Regions from separate parts of the Sus scrofa genome. Here region 1 is linked to region 2. The links are chromatin contacts, called in public HiChIP or PLAC-seq maps. All regions are on one chromosome and are shown on one strand. Each heading gives the region's core, a stretch centred on a gene start, on an enhancer-like site or on the middle of the called end of the contact. The rest is flanking DNA. Distances are from core to core; before and after follow the strand shown. Region 1 has its middle 74 kb from the start of GADD45A. Region 2 overlaps GNG12 (guanine nucleotide binding protein (G protein), gamma 12).

Region 1 (6,278 bases), core at 1,648-4,147, 150 kb before region 2:
GGGCTTAATCAGAGCTGTAGCTGCTGGCCTACACCACAGCCACAGCAACGCAGGGTCCAAGCCTTGTCTGCGACCTACACCACAGCTCACGGCAACGCTGGATCCTTAACCCACTGAGCAAGGCCGGGGATCGAACCTCATGGTTCCTAGTTGGATTTGTTAACCACTGCGCCACAATGGGAACTCCCACAAATTTGACTAGTAACCATGAAGATGCAGGTTTGATCCCTAGCCTTTGCTCAGTGGGTTAAGGATCTGGTGTTGCCATGAGCTGTGGTGTAGGTTGCAGACGCAGCTCAGATCTGGTGTTGCTGGGGCTGTGGTGTAGGCCGGGGACTATAGCTCTGATTCAACCCCTAGCCAGGGAACTTCCATATGCCACTGGCGCAGCCCCCAAAAAAAGCAAAAAAAAAAAAAAAAAAAAAAAAAAAAAAAGAACCGGGTCTCATGCCTCTGTTCTGAGTCCAGACACAAGATTCCCTGATAGCCGAAATCCCAGGAAAAAGAAAGGAAACCTCACATTGATTCATTTCAATTGCCATCACCCTGGGGGTGTCATGGCTCAAAATTTAAATTGAGTTATAGTCATAAACTGCACGAAGTGTTTACTGAACCCTTAAGATTCTAGGTGCCAGGCGAGGCACTGAAGGTGGGGGGAAAGGATTGAGTAAAACAGGGGCCTGGTAGTGGCCCCGTGGTCTCCATTCCTGAAATAGAACTGATGCCAGGGCTTGCCTTCCATACATGGTTCTCTAGTGCGTGCGGTAGTGACCGCAGATGCTGCTCAGCCGCTTGCTTTGTGCTAATCCTTGCACTGAGGGTGTTTCTATCCCGTTTTACACGGCTTCCTGGGGCTAATGAGAGTTTCTGAAGACCACACAGCCAGCGAGGTGGCCAAATTGGGATTCAAACCTAGATGTCTCTGAGAGGCTACATTGTGTGCCCCTCCCCCTACAGAGGTAGAAATCCTGGCTCCTGGTACCTGTGAATGTGAGCACATTTGGAGAGAGGGTCTCTACAGAGGTCATCAAGTTAAAATGAGGTCATTAGGGTGGGTCTGATCCAAATGAGGACCCGTGTCCTTGCCAAGGGGACAGTTAGACACAGACATACGCATGGTCACGCAGAAAGGGTCACGTGACAGTGCAGGCAGAGAGCAGGGCAGTGCATTGACAAGCCCCAAAGATTACCATCCAACCACCAGAAGCTGGGCAAGGGGAATGGAACAGATCCTTCCCTCACAGGCCTGAAAAGCAACCAAGCCTGCCAACGCTTTGATCTTGGACTTCTAGCCTCCGGAACCGCGAGACAATAAGTTTCTGATGGTGAAGCCACCCAGTGTGTGGTATTTGTTACGGCAGCCCTGGGACACTAATTCAGTGGCTGACTCAAGAGCTTGTGACTTAAACCACCAAGTTATCCAATCATTTTGCTGAAGCGTATGCTCCTGTTATAGCTGGATTCTAGGGAAGAATTCTGTCTTTTCTGTCTGCTCTATTAACCCTTCTTCGTCTCCTCCCATCTCCTTTGCACTATTTTTTCTCCATATATTTTTTTTTTCCTTGACCACACCTGCACTATGCAGAAGTTCCTGGGCCAGGAATTAAACCTGCACCACAGCAGCGACCTGAGCCAAAGTAGTAGACAACGCTGGATCCTTAACCTGCTGAGCCACCAGGGCATTCTGCCATATTTTTGTTTTGTTTTGCTTTTTCTTTTTTAGGGCTGCATATGAGACATATGGAAGTTCCCAGGCTGGGGGTCGAATTGGAGCTGCAGCTGCCTGCCCACGCCACAGCCACAGCCACAGCAATGTGGAATCCAAGCTGTATCTGCGACACTGTATTCTTAACTCACTGAGTGAGGCCAGGGATGGAACCGGCATCCTCAGGAACAAGATATCGGGTTCTTAACCCACTGAGCCACAGCAGGAACTCCCTTTCTTTCTTTCTTTCTTTCGTTGTTTTGTTTTGTTTTGTTTTGTTTTGCTTTGTAGGGCCGCACGCGTGGCATATGGAGGTTCCCAGGCTGGGGTTGAATCGGAGCTGAGGCTGCCGGCCTACACCACAGCCGTAGAAATGCCAGATTGAGCCCCGTCTGCGACCTACACCATAGCTCATGGCAACGCCAGATCCTTAACCCACTGAGTGAGGCCAGGGATCAAACCCTCAACCTCATGGTTCCTAGTTGGATTCGTTTCTGCTGCGCCACAATGGGAACTCCCCCTCTCTACTCTTTCTTATCAAAGACTTAATTCAGGTGCCCTATGATTCTACCTTCTTAGCTCACTAGGAATGCCAGAAACATAGCCTGTACTCTCAGACCTCTGGAGTGTGGCCGAGACATCTCTCTGCCTGATGGGCCCTCCCCTGCGTGCCAGTGACCGCCTGGAAAACCTTCATCACCCTTCAAGTGTGAGTTCCCTTAGTCCCCTTCCATGAAACCATCCTTTCCTTGAGATTGACTGTCTCCTTCCTCTAAGAACAGCAGCATGAAAACATTTCCCACCTGGGGTCACCACTGGTAAGGGACACGGCTGTCCTCTTCGGTATCCTGAACGCTTCTTGAAGGCCCAGGAATCATAGGGGCTTTAAAACTTCCTCACACTCCAAGGCAACTGAGTCTCTAGACTTCCAACTGGAGTTCCGCACCCCTGCTTCCTCTTCTGGCCTCTCCAATTCGCCTCCCCATAAAAGAGAAATATCTTCAAATTACTCTATGCTTAGCACATAGCGGTCTTATTAAAAGGTTTTCAATCCAGGCAAGAAAAGCTGATCCCACTTCCTTCCTCTCCCCTTCCTGTATTTTAACAAGGTTTTGTCATCTCCTTGAGCCAGCCTCAGCAGAGATGATTTGGCTAGGTGAGCATTTTATTTTGGCATCTGCGGAGGGTGTTGGTTGGAGCCTTCTGTCCATATATTGTAAAAGAACACAAACAGAACAGAAACATTCCGTTAGAGGCCGTGGATCCCTTCCAGCTCCAGATGAAGGCAGAGGCCCTGCTCCTCGGGATCGGAGAGCTGGCTGGCTCTGCAAGAGGAGGGGAGTGGGGAACAAGGCTGACGGTGGCCTCTGCCGCCCAGTGGGACACCTGCCTTTGACGGCTGCAGGGATTTGGAGGGGCTGCTGGCCTGGCCCTTTGCAGGGACCGTGCTGAGAACTCTTCTCCTTTTTGGGAAAAGAGATCAACATCCTGTGAGGAAACCTCAATCTGGACAGGTTTTCCTTGAGAAGAATCCATTCTGACGTAAGCCTCTCCCAGCTGGCTTTCTGCCCCTGACCTTTGAAAGTGCAGGCCACTCCACGCGGCTGTGGCTGCTTCTCTGAGGAGCTTCATAGCCATGAATTTTATAGGAGTTGACCCAAGAAGAAGCTTTTGCTTGCCTGACTGAGGGGCAAGGTAGTGACTGCAATACCCCTCTCTTTTTCACCATCACAGCCCAGTGGGTCTTTAGGCACAACTTGATCTAACAAATAGCGTGGAGCTCCTAGAATGGCCTTAAAGCACTGGGGTAGGGGAAGGTGTGGTGGGAAACTTTTTTTTTTGGATTTTTTTTTTCTTTTTTTTGGCCACACTGGAGGAAATGGAAGTTCCCAGGCCAGGGATGGAATCCGAGCTGCCGTTGCAATCGACACTTCAGCCTCAGCAATGCCAGATCCTTAACCCACTGTGCCACAGCAGGAATGCCTCTTTTTTTGGTTGTACCACGCAGGTATACCTTTATGCTGATAGAACAGCAAGCCCCCTAAAGTGCACGGCTTTCATAAGATAAAAGTTCAGTTCTGCATCAGGTACTAGTCCAGAGGGAGCTTGTCGGATAGGGGGTCAGTCGTCTTCAGTGTTTATATTTTCTTAGGACCACACCCAGACCTCCGTCTCCCAGTTGGGAGGTAGGAGGGAGAAAGAAAGAAAAGTGCTCCCCCGGCGTTCCGCTCACATCCCACTAACCCGAAACTGGGCACCTGGCCACGTCGAGGTGTGAGGGACATGGGGAAATGTCATCTCTGGGGGAGCATCCATGCGCCTAAGAGGAAGACAGGTCCTTTACGGAAGAACTAACACCGATGGGTGCATACTAGTCTCTGTCACCCTTTCTTGCCCTTATTCACCCAATCAATCATTATTTATTGCATGCCAGCCGTATATTGGCACAGGGTTTATGCCGTTCTTACAATCCACATGCTGTGTGGATGCGGATGGGTACCCGCTCAGCTAAAACGTCATACCCGCTGTGCCGTGTTCATTCATAAAGCATTTGCATGTTGTGGATCTTCAGGAAAGGACAGACTCCTTCCGTCTAGAGCGATTCATCCATTTGTTCAAGACGTGTATTGAACGCTATGGTCAGCAGCCTCGAAGACGGCCTGATACCTCCTGGTACCCATGTTTTGTTCGGCCCCCTCCCCTTGAGGGTGGCCTGACCCAGTGACTTGCCTCTAACAGAACCCAGCACAGTGATGGAATGTGGTGTCTGAGTTCAGGTTACAAAGAGATGGTGACTAAGTGATTCCCTTCTTGCTCACGTTCTCGAATGAACGCTCTGTCTGGCTCTGTCTCTCTGAGCCATGACCCTGGGGGAATCCAGCTGCCATGTTTGCAGTAACTCTATGGAGAGCCTCAAGTGGCAAAGGGACAGTGTGTTCAGTCCTCAGCCATGAGGGACCTCAAGGCTGCCAGCAGCCACGTGGCTGAGCTTGGAAGTCAATTTTCCCAGGCCTGCCAACAGCCTCATGAGCAAGCTTGGAAGTCAGAGCCTCCTGCATTAACCCTTGAGATGACTGCCCAATGAACACCTTGATGGCTTCCTCGTGAGAGACTCGGGACCACAGTCACCCAACTCAACTGCACCTGCCCCTGGCTTCCTACCCACCCGCAGAAACTGAGGGAATCAGTGTTGTGGCTTTAGGCTGCTAAGTGTCGAGGGAATTTGTTAGGCAGCAATAGATGATAACCTGTACCTACTCTTTTCAGGTAGTGTGCTAGGATGTTAGAACATGAAAAATAAGTGAGGCCTAATTCACTGTGTTTGGGAGGAGACGGTCCTTACAACGCAAGGTGGAAAGTGTGATATGGGGATGGGCTGAGCGGGAGGTAGGGGCACAAAGGAAAGGCTCCTTATCCAGAGGACCAAAGGAGCAGAGGAAATACATCCTGGAGAAGTCCAGGCTTGCAGGGGAAACTAGGGGAGAGGTCAGTCCATGGAGGGGGACATGGTAATCCCTGGAAGTGAAATGGTGTGGTGTCTGCATGGGAATCAAGAAGCACCGCTTGTGTGCACAGCACGAGGTGGAGAAAGATGGGGCTGGAGAAGTGATGAGAGACTAGTCTCGTCTTGTGCCAGTAATTTATTTTTAAATAATCCATATTATGAAGTCCTGCTTTGGGTGAAAAGGAGGTGAAAACAAAAGCATTAATAAAGGAACTAGCATGTTCCTCTCAGCAGTTCCAACACCTGAATTTGAAGAAGCCAAATTCAATTATCTGCAGAACACAGACGAGTGTAATTTGCTTCATTGTTTTTGCTCATAAACTTGAGCATGAACTGTTGACACGTTTCTGTGGAATAATGATGGTTCCTCCTGGAAACCCGGCCCAGGTGATGTCTGATGCTTCTACAAGTGGGAAACTGGCCCTTTCAGCTTCAGGATTTTATGAATTTACATTTTGAAAATCTGAGGAGAGGCTTGGTTTTCCTCCTTTTTCCTCCCTTTTCCTCTTCTTCCTTCCCTCCCTCCCTCTCTTGCTTTTTCTTCCTTCCTTTTTCCTTCTTACTCTCTTTCCATCTTGTCCTTTTGTTTTTCAGAATGTTGAAGGCTCCATATTTCTAGGCTCAGCTTTGCAAGGGATGAAAAGGAAACAAAAGCACTCTGTTCTCCCCTGCCTGGAGGATTAGCTCTAAAGATTCTTAAACTGGCCCTTGGAAGGCTCTCTGGGTCACTACAGCTCATGAGTGAGTCTAATGCTTCAGCAGGTAACAAGGTTATTTGAACCAAGATGGCCACAAAGCCAGGCTTGTGGATAATAGTGCCGAATCAGAAGAAATAATAGTGTTTAAATTAACTTGTAAGAGTTCCCGTTGTGGTGCAGTGGAAACAAATCTGACTAGGAACATGAGGTTGCGGGTTCGATCCCTGGCCTCGCTCAGTGGGTTCAGGATCCAGCGTTGCTGTGGCTGTGACGTAGTCCCTCAGCTCTAGCTCTGATTAGACCCCTGGCCTGGGAAACTCCATATGCTGTGGGTGCAGCCCTAAAAAAAATAAAAAAAAAAAACTTTGAA
Region 2 (6,103 bases), core at 658-3,157:
AATATTTGTGGCAACAATTCTATGACTTACTATGATCTGGAATAACCCCCCCTTCTTTCTCTGTGGGTCCCTCTAGAATCTAAGGTCCCTGAAGGCAGGATGTTTCTGTCTATATTCCCTAGTGAGTGAAAAGTAAGCACTTAAAAACTATTTGACTGAATTAGCAGAAAGTAGGAATGCATGAATCAATGAATAAATGACTTTGAAGTTGTAGGAGGAGCAAAACAAGACTGACCTAAAGATTTTAATTAAAGCCAAAGTACTCAGAGACAGAAATATCTTCCTGATATGCAGGTACAAAGCTCTCACACATCACAGACTCCTCTGAATTCTTTGGGGAGGTGGCCTGGGTGGGAGACCGGCAGAGTTAAGATACTCAAAGTGGTTAAATTAACATACTCAGCAGGTACGCTGACTTTCTAAAGCTGAATACCAACTGGGATAATTAAAGGATAGAGCCTTGTCCTTTTAAAAAAAAATTGACTCCCCTATAAACTACCAGGTGACAAAGGTATAATTGTAAGGATACATAAGGAAACTTTTCTTCTCTGTTCTTAATTTAAAGAAGTCCCACTTTACCTCCAAGCTGAAGGATCACACAAATCTGTCAGAACTAAAGGGAAAGTTACAAAACACTATTTTTTTTTCTTGGTTTGATTTGTTTTTAAAAATTAAGCCTGCAACATCCTTTTTTCCCCCCAGTCACCAATTGGACCCAGGCTGGGAAGTGGCTTGTTCCCCGGGGAGGATCCGGAGAGGGGCAGCTTCTCAGCAAGGAGACGGTCACTCCAGCTCTGCCCTGAGGGATGGAGGAATGCCCAGGAACCTCCTCCTTCGTTACTCTTTGGCTGTGTGGCTGAAAATAAAATCTGCCTTTTTTTTTTTAATGCTGTTCTAAAAATAGGGGGGTTTGGCTTAAATCCGCCAGTTGGTGTTTTGATTTTTAAATTATGTGCAAAAAATCATGCTTAAGCCCTACTGAGCACCAGTAAGTAACTCAGGGACGTTGCAATTTTATTTTGATTTCAAAGTTCTAAAATGTTCATCGTCTTAGACACAGGGAGAGGTGAAAGGAGATAAAAGGAGGGTGACAAGGATGTTGAAAGCTTTAACTTCAGTTTGAAAGCAAAAGGCAGCTAGACATCCCTCAAACCAATAACATATTTTAAAAGATTTTGGAGGCTGGGGTTGTGGGGCGGGGGGGGGGAGGGGAAGAGAGGATAATTCACTCAAAAGAAGTGGAAGAAAAACTGGTGAGTTTTAATTTATATTTTTCCTGGGGTCATTTCTGGAACCCAACTTCATACACACAAAACGGCAAAAATGTAGCTTTAAAAACACAAAGACTCTTCTCGGTGTTGGGTGATACAAGACGTGGTCTTTGAGAAAAGAGTTTTAACGTTTCCCTGATTAGGCACCACTCATAACCAGAAAGTATCTCAAGAACGATGGTGTTATTATAGCATCTTAATGAATGAAGATTCATTCCACATGAAATGGGGCTATTTTTAAAAGGCTGTCATATAATGGGAGGGGAGTGAGTGGGGAGCATTTATAAAGAAGCCAGTACCAGCGCTATCTGTTTCCTGACAAAAAAAACTGAACTGCATCAAACAATTGACTTCCCCAGTGCATTTGAGTGTCACAGTTTTCAGCTAATCTCTTGCGGACCAAGATTTGGAATTCTGGCGTGTGTGGGTAGCACCATGTGTGAACTGTCTCTCCTCCTCTCCCCGGAACAGACACCCACAAACCGATGGGGGTGCTCTGAAGGTTAAATTGGATAGATCCATTGTCCAGGAATGTACGCTATGCGAACAATGTCAGCTCCCCGTGCCAAGGCAGAGATATTGTGGGACTTGAGGCTGCTGGCCACGGGGAGAAGGATGGTGGGGCGTTGCTCTATTCACTGGGGCCAAGTGGGAACCTGCGGTGAGTGGCTGCAATGTTTCAGTCTCCTAATCTGCAAAGAAGACAAATAATTACAGAACTGGCTATATTAAAACCAGAGACTCTTAGTCTGCATGCAGGGGGAGGGGGGTGGAGAGAGGGAGGGCAGGGATCAGAGAGTGTTTTCCATTTTAGGGAGGACAAAAAAGAAAAAAAGTCGTCCTGCAAAGGGGATCACGATTTGCTTTGTAAAGGGCTCTTCCGTTTGCAAAAGAGTTCTGCTGAAGAAGGGAAATCCTGGGTAGTTAAGAGTTTGGTTTAAGATCAATAAAGAGATCCCGGGCTTTTTAGATGCTGGTGACAGAGAAAGCAGTGCGAGGAGGCAGGCGGCCAATCAGAGATCAATCTCACAGGAAAGTCAGAGAGGGCCAGCAAAGATACCAGGGGCGTCTGGGAAGACAGAGTTGGCTTTACAAAAATCTCCTTTATACATTTTTTTTTTTTTTTTTCTTCAGAGAAACACAAGGGATGTGAGATCGTCAATGGAGGCATCGAGAAGGGGGCAGGAAGCTGGGGGGGAGGGGGCAGCCAGGAGAGAGGGTGGAGGAAGGGCCGCAGGCTCTCCCCGGGGGTGGCAGTGTCTTATTTGCACCCTCTGAGGGCTCCTGAAAGAATTAACATGCGCTGCCATTCTTGTTTTTCCAGTGGTGACTTCATCCAGTCCCTGCAGAAACTCAGAATTAAATGTCATGGTTTTGTTTTTGGGGAGAGCAACCACCCCCTACGCCCCAAGGAGGGAGTTCTGCATACCGCGGAGGGCACGCGAGGACTGAAGCGTTTGCGGAGCCGCTGATCATTAACGCGCTGAGTTCGGAGGCAGGAACTGCCCCTTTCTTTGCTGACTCTCCCATTTCCTTCTATTGGATCCTGCCCTGCCCTGGTTTACTTTCTGTTTCTCCCACTCATTTCCACGCATTCTTCCCTCACACAGCGTCCAGGAGAGCCTCTTCCTTTCTGTAGACGAACGGGGCACTTCCCTCTCAAATCCTCCTTTTTTCAAAATGAATTCATCTCGACTTATTTTTCCAAGCCCCCTCCCTCTTCTCACTGCCGGGCGGTGGGGGAGTTCCTCTCCTTGCCCAATAATGCAGAATTAAGTTGAAGAAAGCTCTGTGAGAAACTGTAGGTAAAAAGTTGTTCCAGGAGTTCCCATCGTGGCTCAGTGGTTAGCGAATCCGACTAGGAACCATGAGGTTGAGGGTTCGATCCCTGCCCTTGCTCAGTGGGTTGAGGATCCGGCGTTGCTGTGAGCTGTGGTGTAGGTTGCAGACGTGGCTCGGATCCTGCGTTGCTGTGCCTCTGACGTAGGCTGGCGGCTACAGCTCCAATTGGACCCCTAGCCTGGGAACCTCCATATGCCGCTGGAGCGGCCCTAGAAATGGCAAAAAGACAAAAAGACAAAGAAAAAAAAAAGTTGTTCCAGAGGCAGAGCCATCTGGCAATTCCATGTGAGGGCAGACACATCTGAGTCTGCAGCTCAGTTTTGTCACCTACTAGCAGTGGCTAGGTTACCTGCCCTTCTTAAGCCTCAGTTTTCTCATCTGCCAAATGGAGATAATTATGTAAAAACCTTGCAAAGGGCTGAGAGAGATTTGAATGAGACAAGCCTATGAAGCATTTCCAATTGGTGACCACAGTAAATGCTCCATGAAAGTTTGCATTATTATTGTTATTTAAACCCTCTGGATAGGCGTGCCCCCCCTCCTTCCCCTACAGCCTCAGGAGTAACCAGGAAGCTAAAGAACAGCATCATATGGAAGCCTCGGGTGCAAGTATTTGCTGACTCAGCCCCGGGGAAGTACCCTCTGTACTTCTCAGAGGCAATGTACAGAATGGAGCAAAGAGCCTGTGTTTAAGGCATTTCCAATCAGGACACAGTGGTTGATCTGGAGGCCTTACCTGGCAGCCCAGCCCCAGCCACATTCCCCTCTCCACAGGCTGTCAGCATTCCCAGGGGCCTGTAGCACAGCCCCAGACTCAGGAATTTTACAGCCAATTTGCTCCCTCCCCCCATGTCCCTTCTCCCTTTTGGTGACCTCAAGGCTTGAGCTCAATGAAAAGCAGCAGCTCTGCCTTACAAATAAGGCAAGGAGCCTGCGTGCCATCCCGAGTCACTGGTTAAGGTCTGTCTCGTGTCTAGACACTCCCAGAAAATGACACAGAACATAAAGTCAGGCTCCACATCTCAGAAAGCCATATTCACCAGGGTGTGCTTTGGAGCTGGAATTTGGGGCACAGGGGATACACCATTATCCAGATTGCCAAGAGCCTACCTTTAAGGTGTGGGGGGCTGGGGGGTGGGTGGGGAGAAGAAAGGAAGGAAGGAAGGAAAGAAAGGAAAGAAAGAAAAAGTAGGGGGAGAAAAAGAGAAGCCCGAACCCTTCCTAATAAGGTAATGGCACATGCCAGTTGTGGTTTCCAATTGCTCAGCATCTGGGAGTCATATGACATTCACTGCAGCCGTGGCTTCACGCTTGTGCGTGCGAGGCTCTCCGGGAAGAATTGGAGAGTCTTTGGTGTGCCTCTGGGGATGACAAGTGAAGAGCGACAAGCTCCCCTCCTTGAGGCTGCTGCCCTCAGGACCCGAGCTTTGTAGCTCAGGCACTGGGAATGCTCTCAGGTTGCTCTGCAGGCATGCTTTCTCCTCTCCGGCTGGGTACAAGCTTCTTGAGGGCAGAAACGCTCCTTTATTTCTTTTGTTTCACCCTGCCATGCTTATCAGGGTGTAATCCACCCAGGAGTTACTCAATAAATGCCTGATGATGGACTCAGGCTGAGAATTCTACAGATCAGTAGGTGATCGCTTCATATCATTAACCCCCAACTTATAAATCGGCAGGGTTTCAAAAGGTGGTTTCAAAGAAGGCGCTTAAGGGGCATATTTTCCCATAGAAACGGTGGTATCACTGGGGGTTGGGTTTCTAGGTCCACTCGCTTCTCAGAATATGCTACACATATTTACAATCCTTCTCACTGAGCCATGCCATTTGCCTTGGACACATGTTAGACTGGCAAGTACATGCGCAGAATAAATTTCAGTTCTTTCAGTTTAATGACTCAGCTACAGCATCACTGACTTGTGCGGACTGCACCCCTCCCCCTTATCGGATGTATTTCCTATTTTACAACACTTTGCGTAGCATCAGGCAATAATCTATACACTAGATACTTAAAAAATAACATTAAGAGGGAAGGAATTATTTTTGATCATTAAAAAAAAAAGATGCATGCCCTTCTGCTTTTGCTTTTTATTAAAATATTTTTTCAACAGTGTTTAACTATCATCTAGGTTACCTGGAATTTCCCAACCACACATACATACACCCTCCTATACATGCATTCATAGTCTATTTCCGAAAAAGACCTGGAGTAAAAATCATGGCCTCGAAGACTGGCCATTTATATTTTTGTGTAGATAGCCGTGTGGTCTGGGGAAGCACTATCCACTGTCCAGGATGCGGCCTTCCAACAGGTCAGGGAGGCAGTGTCTGGGACCATGTGTACAAAAGTACAAGCACCGGAGTTCCCATCGTGGTGCAGCAGAAACAAATCTGACTAGGAACCATGAGGTTGCGGGTTCGATTCCCGGTCTCGCTCAGGGGGTCGAGGATCCGCTGTTGCCATGAGCTGCGGTGTAGGTCGCAGACGTGGCTCAGATCTGGCATTGCTATGGCTCTGGCATAGGCTGGAAGCTGTAGCTCCGGTGAGACCCCTAGCCTGGGAACCTCCATATGCCATGGGTGCAGCCCCAAAAAGACAAAAGACCAAAAAAAAAAAAAAAAAAAAAAAGGAGCTGTACCAAATACCTGCTATTGCACTGCTCCCTATAATATTCCCTAAACACAGGTAACCATACAAGCCATACCTTGGCCCTTGTTTCCATTCAAGAGCATCCCCCAAAGATACACCTAATTGATTTTCCAGCATGAAGAGCAAGACTGGTATAAAGGTCCTCCTGTGAATACTGGAGAAGAGCCAAACCATAACAGCAAGCAAACAGGAACCTCTCTCGAATAGCGCATGCTAATAAACTCACGTACTAAATGCACCTCTCCCCATCCTTTAGAGTTCACGGCTGCCTTTCTAACCCAAATCAGCATTTAACACGGCGCAACAGAGATGTCAGGTTAATGACCGTGCAGCGTGACAAGTA

What was found. HiChIP or PLAC-seq counts read pairs in DNA pulled down with a chosen protein or histone mark.
Region 1: a contact with region 2 is called in an H3K27ac HiChIP or PLAC-seq map of skeletal muscle, with 4 times the contacts expected there. The contact joins two enhancer-like sites. A contact is called at or near these places in 5 of 47 Hi-C or Micro-C datasets (embryonic fibroblasts, heart right ventricle, liver and 2 more) and 1 of 2 datasets of contacts at active chromatin or transcription factors (skeletal muscle).

The regions. Positions count from the first base shown.
Region 1 is chr6:145,014,525-145,020,802 of Sscrofa11.1, reverse strand. No RefSeq gene overlaps it. Among named protein-coding and RNA genes, the nearest start is that of GADD45A, 74 kb to the right of the region's middle. Within about 2 kb of position 2,897, at least 19 of the 83 cell types and tissues checked have an H3K27ac peak or open chromatin away from gene starts, as enhancers often do. A contact at or near this core is called in skeletal muscle, where this site is marked.
Region 2 is chr6:144,865,100-144,871,202 of Sscrofa11.1, reverse strand. The region is part of intron 2 of GNG12 (guanine nucleotide binding protein (G protein), gamma 12); the gene reads right to left. Among named protein-coding and RNA genes, the nearest start is that of GADD45A, 76 kb to the left of the region's middle. Within about 2 kb of position 1,907, at least 44 of the 83 cell types and tissues checked have an H3K27ac peak or open chromatin away from gene starts, as enhancers often do. A contact at or near this core is called in skeletal muscle, where this site is marked.